Linked DNA regions of Mus musculus: region 2 is linked to region 1. The links are chromatin contacts, called in public promoter capture Hi-C maps. All regions are on one chromosome and are shown on one strand. Each heading gives the region's core, a stretch centred on a gene start, on an enhancer-like site or on the middle of the called end of the contact. The rest is flanking DNA. Distances are from core to core; before and after follow the strand shown. Region 1 holds the start of Nrd1 (nardilysin, N-arginine dibasic convertase, NRD convertase 1). Region 2 holds the start of Rnf11 (ring finger protein 11).

Region 1 (6,724 bases), core at 1,993-4,492:
ATAATATATAAATCTTGACAAAAAAAAGAGAAAGAAACCTGGACAGTTCAACCTCCTAAATGGATGTTTGTCTACAATTCTCTCTCCTCACTACTATTGCTGTAAATCATGTCTAATTCCTGTGTTACTTTAATAGCTTTGAAATCAGTCTTTTTTTTTTGGTGGTGGTGGGGGGAGCTCAGTATTTTTTTTTTTTTAACTTATCTACTCCCTAATTCTTGGGCTCAAGTGATCCTCCTGCCTCAGCCTCCTGAATACTCCCAGGTCAGGTTATGGACATGTCTATTCTATTTGCTCACTTTCAATTTGCCCTTCTCCCCTCCCCGCTTTGATCCATTATTTTTAATTTCTTGTTCTTTCTTTTGTTCATGTATGCATGTTTCCACATGTGGGGACACGTGTACGCTCCTGTGGAGGCCTGAAATTGATGTCAATCACTCACCTTTAACTCATTAAGGCAGTGACTCTCACGGAATCCAGAGCAGGTCTAGCTGGCTAGCTTATCCTGGGGAATCTGTCTTCCGAGGGCTGGACTTTCCGGTGGCCGCCACATCCACCTAACTTTTACCTGGGTTCTGGGGAGCAGAGCTCTGATCCTCAAGCCTGCTATCACTTCAGCCTTCAATGGTTTGTTTATTTATTTACAGCTCTTCAACCATAGTGATCTACTTAGAGAACAACGGTGATCATTCCTTCTCTTCATTTGCTCACACAGTTCCTACTGGGCACCTACAGCTTGTTGGAAAACATTCTAAGATGTGGGAATCCAATGAGGCGCTCAACACGCAGGCCAACGTCTTAGTCTCCAGAATGTTCTGTGTGATCTCTGCCATTGAACCCTTTCCCTCTTGTTTCCAGATCACCAGGTGAATCTCATTCAGATCTTTTCATTACATTCATCTACACACTGGTCCTTCTACAGTTTCCAAACATTAGCTTAAATTTCCCTTCTTTGGAAAGACTCTCTGAAAAAGGAATATCTGTCTATCTCCTTCTAGGAGATATACTTTGTAATTATAGAATAAAGATTTGTATGCTTCTTTGGGGGGGCTTTATACTCAAATTTCTACACTGAAAAAGAGAGGTGAAAATGCTAAGTTTTAGAGATACCGTATTTGCCCCTAATGTCTGCTCTTGGGGATGGGGTGGGGGAGGGGGGAGAGACAGGAAAGCTACAAAGCATGCCATCATGGTACCAGGATACTTTATGAATTTGCCTATCGTCCACGAGCAGGGGCCATGTTGTTCTTCTCTATCAGTTCAACTTTAGTATATGTCCCGCTGAATCAGCGAGCACTCTGTGTGCTTTTTAAATATGTTTCTCCCACTAGCCCTCTTCTAAGCTCTAGAGAGAGGGGACATATTTGCTCATCACTCCCAACTTCTGGCACAAGGTAGCACCTCACTTGGTTAGTTAAATGAATGATGGAAAGTTCCACTCTATGGAAAACCCAGCAAATTGCAATTAAGGGCATAAATTATTTTTCTCCTTAGGAAAACAAAATTGATAGTTGAAGCTGAACGTTTCTTATTTCTGGTATTATTGTTTTGGAGAGTCAAAAATCACACCTAGACTAATCCTGTACAAAGCAAGCACACACACACACACACACACACACACACACACACCCTAATCTTGTACAAAGCATAGACTGACACTTCAGTGTCACTTACTATTGGTGTTTTTATGTTCTGGGCAGCCATTCTTGTACTGGAGAGACGCAAATGAAGCTACTTTGAATGAGGACTCTAGTGGAGTTGCGTGAAGACTGATAAACCTTTAAAAGTGTACTGAAACCAGGATATCTTAATGCTTTTATTTTTTATTTTTTGAGACAGGGTTTCTGTGTGTAGTCTTGGCTGTCCTGTAACTCACTCTGTAGACCAGGCTGGCCTCAAACTCAGAAATCGACCTGCTTCTGCCTCCCAAGTGCTGGGATTAAAGGCATGCGTTACCACTGCCCGGAATCTTAATGCTTTCAAATACTTCTGCCCCAGTTCATGTATCCTCTTCAATACTTTGTCTTCCTACCCTGTTTTGTAGTCTTAGCATTTATTGTTTTTTTTTTTTAATGTATTATTTATGGTCAGTTTCTTCCCATAAGAAACTAAACTTCAAGCCAAGGATTTTTTGTTGTTTTTGAGACGGTCTTAGTAGGTAGACATGGCTGGCTTGGAACTGCTTTGTAAACCAGGCTGGCCCTGAACTTAAAGAGATTCACCTGCCTCTGTCTCCCTGAGTGCTTGAGATTCAAGGTGTGGACTACCACACCGGCAACGATTTGTTTTGTGTATGGCTTTATCTTCAGCCACACAAAGGTTCAGAGGCAGGAAAGACAACCACTAATGTATCTATCGGCTTAAAGTCTTTTTGTTGTTGTTGTTGTTTACTCATATTCATTTCGTTTATCTCTTCCATGTGGTATGATCTCATTCAATGGTGTCTATCAGCTTTTTATTGTTATCTGGTCAACTGCTTTTTATTTTATATTGTGTCTGTTCCAGTCGCTGCAAAAGCATTGGCAAAAACAAAAACAAAAAGCTTGGGAAAGTTACTTGAGGTTAGTAGCCTAACATGTTCTTGCTTTTCAGTAAAAGTTGGCCAAACTTAAAGGTAGGCTGAGGACTACTCCAGGGTGTGGAAGCTTAAAAAAATAAACAATTCGCATACAAGAGTGAGCATATTGAAACAGATCTGGAGCGTGAAAAGCACCAATGGTTTGGCAGCCTACAGGATGGAAAGATGCAATTGTTATTTCCGGTGCTTAGTGACCCACAAGCACTGCATCCATCTCGGGATAGGGTGGGAAAAGACTTCCGGTGCTCTGCTCTTTTAAAAAAGAGACCCGCTGAGTCACTCTAAGAATAGAGTGCAAAAAATACACCGCAAGTGGGTGAAGAAGATCAGCATCCACTATCGCGACTCACTTCTGTGTTTTCTCGCTGGGGAATATTTTCTCAGACACGGAGCGCTACGCGGTTTTCCTAAAAACAGCTACGGACGCACGTCACAATCGCAGCAAGACTTCTCCCATCATCCTCCGCCTCTTTTCCTTCGCCCCGCCCACGTCAGGTTTCGAAATGCTCTCTGGGTGCGCCAGGAACCCGGCCTATTTCTATTGGTCTCTCGCTTCCCCTACTCCCATTGGCTGTTTCTGCAAACGTGACGGCCGTTGTGCGTTGTGATTGGCTAGAGTCCATAGCGTCATCGGCTGTCAGGAGGGTGGGATGAAGAAAGTCGGTGTGAGCGAGGCCGGGTTGGAGGAGGGGTTCAGGCCTGTCCTCCCCAGCGGCTGGGGCAGCAACAACGCCGGCCGCCGCCGTCGCCCCTGGGACGCGGAGGAGGAGGAGTGGCTGGAGGTGTAGGAGGAGGAGGTGGGCCTGGGGAGCGGGATGTCCAGCGCTACGACTTGCTGGTGAATGCTGAGGAGAGTCGCGGTTGCTGCAGTCTGTGTCACCGGGAGGAAGTTGCGGTGTGAGGCCGGGCGGGAGCTCACGGCTCTGGGGCGAATCGAAGCACGGGGTCTGTGCGAAGAATCATCGAAACCCTTTCCTACGCTGACCATGCCTGGAAGAAACAAGGCGAAGTCCACCTGCAGTTGCCCGGACCTGCAGCCCAATGGACAGGACTTGGGCGAGAGCGGCCGGCTTGCTCGTCTAGGAGCGGATGAATCTGAGGAGGAGGGACGGTCTTTCAGTAATGTCGGGGACCCTGAGATCATCAAGTCTCCCAGCGATCCCAAGCAGTACCGGTGAGGGAGGAGGCTCGGACTGGGGAGAACAGGGTGCGGGCTTCGGTTGGTGCTGTAGTGACTTCTGGTCTCCATGTCTCCCGGAGAAGCAACAGGGTGTTACTACTTCCCATCCCAAATGTGTGTTTGGGTGAGGCGGCCAGGGCAATTTGGAGTAGACGAGGCTGGCCTTTAACTCAGAGATCTGCTTGCCTCTGCCTCTCAAATGCTGGGATTAAAGGTATCCGCCGCCACTGCCCGGCTATTTTTGACTTATATTAAAGCAAGAATTAAGGTTTCCATGAGGAAGACAGGATGGATGGTAAAGGGGAGGAGGGTTGGTAAGGAAAGCTTGACAGTTAGTGATTCTGAATTTTGGCGGAGAGGATATTTGAGATGTGTGTGTGTGTGTGTGTGTGTGTGTGTGTGTGTGTGTGTTATTTTTGTTCAGTCTCAATCCAAAGGTGTATGAGTAAAGAGAGGTAAAACAGAGTGAAAATTACGAAAAGGATGCTGTGGTTTTAATAAAAGAACTTTACATCACCCTTTTCGTAATTATCACTCCTGTTTACCTCTCTTAGCTAGCCTGAGATGGAGTGGCTTGTAACCATGGGTAGCTAGCCACAACTAGAATGGCTTAGCTAGATGACTTCTTCCAAAACGTATTAGAGATATCTTGGGCCTCAGTTGTATGAATGGTAGGCGTGTAAGATCCCATTTTATACAATGTTTCAATCATGTGTAATGAATGAATGAATGGTGACTCAATCCCCCACCTGAATAAACTTAAGAGTTACTTTGTTTCATAAAATATCTTGTATTTGAAATAGTTTCTATTATCTTACAGCTTAGTTTTCCTGGTTGAAGACGTTGAAACACACTCAGAATTAGACAGCTAAATAGTATTGGAGCTTGTATGAAACTACCCATCCGACTCAAAAGCCAGTGCAGTATGTGCTGGGTTAGAAGCCTGCAGCTCCAAACTTATTATAAGCCTGCAGTGTGTTAAAAGAAGGAAAGAATTCTAGAGATCATCTTTTCCACTTTCCCCCCACTTCTGTTTTACAAACAACTGACACTCAGGTCCAGAAAGTAGTGACATAGTCCCAGCTTCAAGACTAGCTTAATTTCCCAGTATAATTTTTGTCAGTTTGTCAGGGTCAAGATATCTTTATAAACTAGGGATAACTTTTCTTGCCAAAGATGTAGTTGTAACCTGTAAGTGAGCAAGTTGAAGGTAATAACATTGCTTAGTTTTGGCCTCCCAGGTTAAATTTTCAGTACAGGTGTTGGTGGTTTTTTTGTTTGTTTGTTTGTTGTTTTCCTGTCCATACAAAGTTACCTAATAATGGCTAAGTCTCAGATACTGTTCTGATTGCTTCAGGTAGAGATTCGTTGACCTTATTTTTTGCTAGTTGTTTAACAAATACTAAATGTATGTGTCAGGTCCCAAACTAGCATTTCTGCACCTTGGCTAAATATACTGCAACAAATAACATTTTATCCAGGGTGGCATACAAAGATGATTAAATTTACAGAGGGAGGATTCAGATATTTAAAAAGTTAAAATGCGAATAGGGTGTGGTAATCCCAGTGCTGGAGAGGCGGAGGAAGGAGAACATCAGAAGTCAGGAGACATCCTTGATTATATAGCTTGGACTAAATAAAACCCTGGTTCAAAAAACAACCTGGGGAAGGGGAAGCAAAATGAGGCACCTAACATTTATGGGATTCCTAATGGAAGTATGTACGTTAGAGTAGATTAAAGAATAAAGTAGGAAGTGATAAACAGAAGGCCTAGATAGCTTCTTCCAAAAATGTATGAGAAGACTTGGACCTCAACTGGTTGAATGGGTACTTGTAAGATCCCTTATAATCTTCCAGTGTTCCAATCATCTGTAATGAATGGTGACTCAAACCCTGCCTGAATGAAGTTCTGAGCTTGGTATAAGGAAGACTTAAAAAAAAATGCAACTGGATGTATGCAGTGATATCCAGCTTTAATTCCAGTTCTCAGGAGGCAGAGGCAGGTGATCCCTGAGTAGGAGGCAAGCCTGGGCTACAGATCGAGTTTCAGGAAAGCCAGGGCCATATAGCGAAACCGTATCTCAAAAATAAAAACAAACAAATAAATAAAAAGCAACCTTCCCAAGCCCCCAGAAATCCAACAACAACAAAGACAATGTTTAAAAGTTACTTTGAGTAAATTGTTGCATTTATGTTTGCTGGCCTTTGTTAAATCACCATCTTCCCTTTTTGTCCACCTGTATTTATTTATTTATTTATTTATTTTTTTATTTATTTTGATGTACTCAAGTTTCAAATTGACACCCTTTCCACCCCCCGCCCCAAGACTCTTATTAGCTTTTGCTAGATTGAAACTCACTATGTAGACTAGGCTGATCCTAGAACTAGATTTTTTTTTTAAAAGATTTATTTATTTATATGAGTACACTGTAGCTGTCTTCAGACACACCAGAAGAGGGCATCAGATCCCATTACAGATGGTTGTGAGCCACCATGTGGTTGCTGGGAATTGAACTCAGGACCTCGGGAAGAGCAGTCAGCAGCCATCTCTCCAGTCCCAAAACTAGATCTTTAAAGTCTGAATTTTTGTGTCCAGAAACAAACATATCAAGTGTCTGTAGCGTCTAGAACTAGATAACATTTCTAATACTTGCATATAGATGTTGCATATAGATGTTGATGTAGAATAAAACGGATTCTTTCCATTGCATTTCTGTAGCTTTGTCCTTGATCACGTACTTGTTTTGAGTATGTGGATGAGCACCAGACCTGTTCAGAGGAATATTATGGTGGAATAATGCTGTCAAAGACATATCAGCTTGCATTTATTAAGAGTCTACAGAATTTTATTTCTCTCTGCATATAATTTGTATTTAGCCGTTTTTGAAATGTTAATTCCTCCAGGACTCCTTCAGGATTACATTTATTTCCTTAGTATTTAGTGCGCGCACGTGTGAATTGCAAGA
Region 2 (6,724 bases), core at 2,439-4,938, 480 kb after region 1:
AGGCTACTGTAAGACATTCTAGTTCCTATGGAGCCATGAGTTAGTGGAGCACTGTGGCCCACTGCTACTCCAGCTGCTATGCTGAGCCCGGCATAGGGAGGGGCAGGATGAGCTTTACTAGTAGGTTGGTAAAGAAAGCAGAACCGCTTGGTGCTCACATCTGTAATCTCAACACTCAGGAGGCTGAGGTCAGGAGCTTAAGTCTCAGAGTAAGACCCTGTCTCAAAAATCTTTAAATAAAAAATACAAGAAACCAGCAACAACAACAAAATGAGAATCAATACATTAAGGGCTTCATGCAAACGTTGGCCATAATGGTGTTTACTTCAAGCTGTTTTGTTTAGTGCTCATTAAGACCCAGGGCCTCATACACTAAGCATGTACTCTTCCAACTAAGTGACACTTCCAACCGAGGACTTACGTTCAAGCCCAAATAAAGTCTGTTGGTTACTGTTAGTAAAAATAACTGGATCTTTGCTTTACAGAGCTCTTGGTATACCTGTATACTGCACAACATAAATATAAGAACTATGTTTTAAGTACTTGTCACAGGAGAAAAGGAATAAAAACTATGCTCCTTTAACTTTATAACCAGATAGTTTTCATTTAAAGACCTATTGTAACTGAACATATTCTTTGTTTTGTTCCTTTTTTGAGACAAGGTCTCACTGTTTATCCCTGGCTGGCCTGGAACCCAACATGTCAACTAGGCTGGTCTGGAACTCAGTATCCACCACTTCCACCCTTCCTCCACCTCCCTAATGCTGCAATGAAAGCTGATGTACCAGGCCCAGCCTGGTTTTTGTTTTGTTTATTTCTGTGTAGTCTTAATATCCTGGAACTGATCTGTAGATCAAGCTGGCCTCAAACTCAGAGATCTACCTGCCTCTGCCTCCTGAGTGCTGGGACTAAAGGTGTGTACCACCACCTATTCTTTACAGAAGCAAATCAATACTACTGTAGCTTTTATATTCATTACGTACTATTTCCTTTTAAAAGCCCAAATATTATAAATCATTTACTATGGACTGGTGCTTTCTCAAATCATGTAAAACAAATATTAGTAATATATTAGAGACTTGAGGGGGATGTTATTATATTTACAGGTTTCTTTTAAAAACTCGATAGGGTCTCATTCTATAGCCGAGACCAGCACTGAACTCAGTATGTAGCACTGACCTCCAAATGTCAGCAATCCTCCTGACTCAGCCTTCCAAGTACTAAGATGACAGATATGAGCCACCATGCAAAGCTAAATATTTCTTTTTATGGTCTCATATTTTAAAGTAACTATTTTCTTGCAATTCATAGTAATTTTGCATATCAGTATTTGGGTCATTCATTTCAGGAAAAGGCAACCACAATACAATTTCCATTGTCAAAAATAACATTCCAAAAAAGTACTGGTAAAATACCAAAAGCCATCATTATGATCTAGTCCTTTTGGAAAGGACAAAAATATAGTTCCCATAACTCTAAAATTACGGTAAGAATAACAGAAAGCAGCAAGTCAGATATCCAATTTTCCTAGAAAGAGGCTAAGGAACATAGATTTGGGGGAGAAGTTTGCTCATGTCACCTACATAAATTCATTCTAGAGGAGCTATCCAGTGGAGAGGAAAACAGTTAAGATAGCCTGAAAAATGGGCCCAACTCTGGAGGCTGAGGCAGGAGGACAGAATGTTTGTCTGTCTGGTCAACTTCCTGAGTCACTGTCTAACAATAAGTTTTTTTTTTTTTTTTTTTTTTAAACAGCAGAGTTATAGTTCTATAGTGGTGTTTTGCTAGAATGCATAGGGTTCTCAGTTTAATTCCTGTTACTGATTATGGATAATATTCATATTCCATTTAGTATTAGGTATTGCTCCTGAAGCAATTTAAATATGTTGGGAGAAATGGGCCACATAAATATAGCCAATACTTAATTTTTATAGGACAGAAATTGCATGAAATATTGACGACAAAGCTTCTATTCTTCATTTATCTCAGTTATTGAGTATCTACTATGAGTCAGATGCTAGAGTATAAAAGCACCTGGAAACTGTCCCAAATTCAGCTTGTACAAGGGGAGGAGAACACATATGTCAAGGGTGAGACACACAACTACCTAAACAAAGATACTGCACTAAATTATTTTAGGTCTGGTACTGCTTGTAAGTGTAGAAGGTACATGGGGGACGTATCCAGGAATTCGGGGAAGAAGGGTGGGTAATGTCAGTACTTTAGATACTTGAGCTGAGTCCTTAAAGAGGATTAAATGTTCACCTGGGCAACCTTGGGGGAAGGGCTCTTAGCATAAAGATCACCTGGAGCAAAGACAAAACTATCAACAGCCTGGTTTGGTTAAAATAGAGGCTTTTGCCAGGCTATCGTAAAGATGGGACTTGACTAACATGAGGGGGTCAGAAAATCAGCTCATATGATCAATTTTTTGCCACGTGATGAGAAACTGGTTTACACAGGATTGAGAAAACACTACACTAGATAATGATGTCACCACATAAAATCAAAGGAGACTGCACAGTTAGAAAACTAAACTCTCTTCAGGAAAATATTAAAGAACTGTATTAAAGCCCACCTGAGAAGTTTACTCAATGTATCATTTAGAAAGACCCATTCAGGAGTCTTTGATAAAGAGGACTTTAAGTAACAGATGGCATTTCCCAAGTCAGGTTGAAAGGTCTCTCAAGTTCAAGATAATCAAATTTTAATTAAGCCAACTTATTTAAAAGATGTGTCACAGGGGTGGAGCTTAAAATTACCACATATGTATATATAAACAAGTAACTCTTTATGAAGCTGAGGCCAAAATCGCCACTTGGAATTCTACCTCCCAAGTAGATGGTAAAAAAGACATTCTACCAGAGCCAATTAACAAAAGAGTGGGGAGGATCATAAACGAAAACACAAATATAAGGGGGGAGGGGGTGACAAGCTACGCAAAACCCGTAATCCTCTTGGCAGTCTGATGAGGAAATCACACAACTCAGACATAAAGGCAGGAAAACCATGTCATCCTCAACTCCACAAGCTAAACTACTAGGCACCGAAGGGGATAAGATCACACACTCGATTCCTGAACTCAAGGACAGAAGACCGTCCTCAACCCGTGCCCAAGGGGATGCCCAGAAGGACCCTTTTCCATTTGGGAACCGGGCAGCAGACACCCTCAAGGCCAGCCCTGAAGGGGTCAACGCCACCCCCCCCCCACCCACCCCCGGTCTAGGCCGTGGAGGCCAAGGGCAGAGGGCCCGAGCCGCCTCCTCTCGCACGCCGACACACACCCTCCCTACCTGATATGGCGGCGGCGGCTCCTGATCTGGCTCCGTCCCCTCGCCAAAGCTAGCCCGGTCGGACTGAGACTCGTGAAGCAGGGAGATGTCATCCGAAGTCGGGGATTTGAGGCAGTTCCCCATCTTCCGGGGCTGGGGTGTATGCTTGAGATCTGCGGGAGGAAGAAAGCTGTGACCCGGTCTCTCGCACGCTCGGCGGTGAGCTCGCTCGGCGCCGCGGGGTCCAAGGCGGCAGGCCCGGGGCTCAGGCGGCGGCTCCCCCGCGCCCCGGCGCCACCGAGGGGCCGCTCATGCCAGCCCCCGGGACAGGGGGCGCGAGGCTAGGCCGCGGGCTGCGCCGGGGTCGCGTCTGGAACCTGAGGGGGGCGGGGGCGGGAAGACTGAGCGCTTCCCCACCCCGCCCCCCGCGGGGCGGCGGCGGCCACGGGCTGCTGGGCCTAATCCAGGTCAGGAGGGGGGGGCGCGGCCGTCTCGGTTGCCTCAGCTGCTGCCTCAGCTGCTGTTGCCCCTGCCGACGCTGGAGCCGCGGCCCGGGGCCTCATCCTACTCCGCCTCGGCGCGGCGGCGGTGGCCAGAACGAGGCTGGCCAGGCCTACGTCATGCCGCCGTGCGTGCTCCGGCCCCGCCCCGGGCGCGCGCGTCCGACTCCTGGACTGCGTGGCTGGGCTCTGAGTTTAAGGTCCAGGCTGTGTGGCTGTTGGTCTCCCGACCATCTGCCTCCGGCGCCCCCTGTATGTCCCGGCTGCAGCCAGCTTGCGGACTTACCTTACCTTACCTGCGCGGTGTCCTCAGACTGTTCACGCTGTCTGCCGGGTTGATGTCTGTAAGCACGGATCTGAATGGACCAGGCAGATAGCTGAGGTGTTTAGCTTCCTTCTCCTTTATCCTTTAAGAATAAAGTCCAAACTCATGTGATGAACACGCCCTACCCTCCCAACATCACAGCCATGAGATTATCGGATTGCCCATTTCTTCCCAATCCCACCTCCCTAATTCAAGCCTCTCAAACTAACATTTGCCGTTGATTCTCAGTCTCTCTGTGTTCATCATTGTCCCCTACCTCCATACCCTTTGAATGATTGAGGATATATATATATGTATTGGGAAGGCATATATATATATATGCCTTCCCAATACTACCCACAGAATAATCTTAAGAAATCTCTTGCCGAGCAGTAGTGGCGCACACCTTTAATCCCAGCACTTGGGAGGCAGAGGCAGGCAGATTTCTGAGTTCGAGGCTAGCCTGGTCTACAGAGTGAGTTCCAGGACAGCCAGGGATACACATAGAAACCCTGTCTCGAAAAACAAAACAAAACGAAACGGGAAAAAAAAAAAAAACGGAAAGAAGAAATCTCTAATCTCATTCAAAATACTGCCCCTCTTTTATAAATTCTAAATCCCAAAATGGCCAAAGTGCTTCTAGTCCTCTCAAAGACTGTTCTCGCTGGCTGAGATTTCCACAGACAGACAGTATTCCTGACCTCTTACCTCTCGCTGGGCTAATCATTATCCTCACCAGTCCTTCGTGGACTCCATTTCATTTCCCTTGAAAATCTTTTTCTGCTTCTCCAGTCTGGGTTAGTCACCTACTCAGAGTTCCCAGTCAGGGCCTTTCTGTCAGGTTGATCAAGCTGAGTTCTCTGTCCCTTCCCTGTGTAAGGCCTGGCATGTTGCCTAAGGTAGTAGAGTCTTTCCTTGGCTGAATGAACAAATGCTCAAACAGCATATGCAAAGGGAAGAACAAGAAGAGAGTGTTCTCCACAGCCATTTTTTTTTAATCAAGAAGGCAAGAAGTTGACTTTGATCTCCAGTTTTATTCACCATTGACTGATTTATTGTTATTTACAGGCCCTATGTTAGAGCGACTGATTCATAAAACCTGACTTTTTTCTTGAAAGATCCTGGGTTTACCTGCAACAACAAACAAAGTCTTAGAGGGTCCCCTCCCCTGATGTTTGTAGAAAACTCTGTTTATTTCGTTTGGGTGAGGGTCAGAAGGGATTTTTGATAGATACTACTGTGTTTAATGAGTAAATCCCAAACATTTTCCCTTTAAATCCCAATTCCACAAAATCACTATCAAAGTGAGGTCAAACTCTATGTTCAAAGCAGGGGGTCTTAACTAGGCATGCCTTTAATCTCAGCACTCTGGAAGCAAAAAGCAGGCAGATCTCTGAGAGTTCGAGGCCAGTCTGGTCTGTAATACAAGTTCCAGAACAGCCAAGACTAAGCAAAGAAACCCTGTCCTGAAAACCAAAAAAAGAAAGAGAGAGAGAGAGAGAGAGAGAGAGAGAGAGAGAGAGAGAAGAGAGAAAGAGAGAAGGGTGTTGTTGAATGCCTGTAATTCAAGCATTTAGAGCCAAGACAGGAACATGTCTAGTTCAAGGCTAGCCAATGTTACTTAACAAGCAAACAAACAATTCTGCCTCAAAAAAAGTCTATATTCAATCAAACAAAAAAATTTTTTTTTTGAAATAGCATCTCACTATATAGCTCTGGCTGTCCTGGAACTCCCTACGTAGACCAGACTAGCCTCAAACTCAGAGGTCTACCTGTCTGTCTCTAAAATGCTAGGACTAAAGGTATGTGCCACCACACCCTTTCTCCAACCAATGTGTTTCAAAACAGAACCTTGAGCTGGGCACAGAGATACAAATCTATTATTCCAGCACTTGGAAGGTAGAAGTAGGAAGATCAGGAGTTAGAAATCATTTTCCCATACAGAATGAATTCCAGGCCAGTCTGGACTACATGAGAGCCCTTCCTCAATATCTCCTCCCAGAACAAAGACAGTTCCATTAAGAAAGAAGCCCAGGAGAGCCTGGAGTTCCACATTACCACGCCATTTAGCCTCCCAAATGCTGGGATTACAGGAGTGAACTCCTATATCTAGCACTCTGTCTTTATTCTTTTTTTGTTTTGGTTTTTAGAGACAGGGTTTCTCTGTATAGCCCTGACTGTCCTAAAACTCACTCTGTAGACCAGGCTGTCCTTGAACTCACAGAGATCCACCTGCCTCTGTCTGCCTCCTGAGTGCTGGAATTTAAGTGAAGCACCACTACCTGTCTTTTTCTTTTATATTTTTCTTACCTTGTTCCTACAAGTTCATACATGTTTCATATATATCATAAATGATATCTAAAGATATAATCACTTTTTCATAAATGTACACTTTTAGACCCATCTGCCTGATGAGAGAACTGTGGTATGTTTCTTTAGCCTACTGCCACTTCAATACTAAAATATTAGTCACTCTCTTTTGGCAGAAATTCTAGACAGGCATTAGTTACTTTGTAAATTACCACAGAGAGATTTTGGAACAGCACCTACAGAAAAAGGAAAAGGAAACAAGCCAGGTATAGTGGTGCACACCTAAATCCTGATATTCAGGTCTGGAATGAGCTCAAGGCAAGCCTTGGCTACATAAG

What was found. Promoter capture Hi-C pulls out the DNA fragments that hold promoters and counts their contacts.
Region 2: a promoter capture Hi-C map of erythroid cells shows a contact between it and region 1, with 3 times the contacts expected there. The contact joins the promoter of Rnf11 here to the promoter of Nrd1 in region 1. A contact is called at or near these places in 3 of 39 promoter capture datasets (erythroid cells, neural stem cells and neutrophils), 1 of 484 Hi-C or Micro-C datasets (nephron progenitors) and 1 of 115 datasets of contacts at active chromatin or transcription factors (microglia).

What each region holds. Positions count from the first base shown.
Region 1 is chr4:108,997,413-109,004,136 of GRCm38.p6, forward strand. Nrd1 (nardilysin, N-arginine dibasic convertase, NRD convertase 1) reads left to right here and starts at 3,243. Exons shown (of 31, transcript NM_146150.3): 1 at 3,243-3,752. The coding sequence starts at 3,421.
Region 2 is chr4:109,472,817-109,479,540 of GRCm38.p6, forward strand. Rnf11 (ring finger protein 11) reads right to left here and starts at 3,689. Exons shown (of 3, transcript NM_013876.3): 1 at 3,294-3,689. The coding sequence starts at 3,416.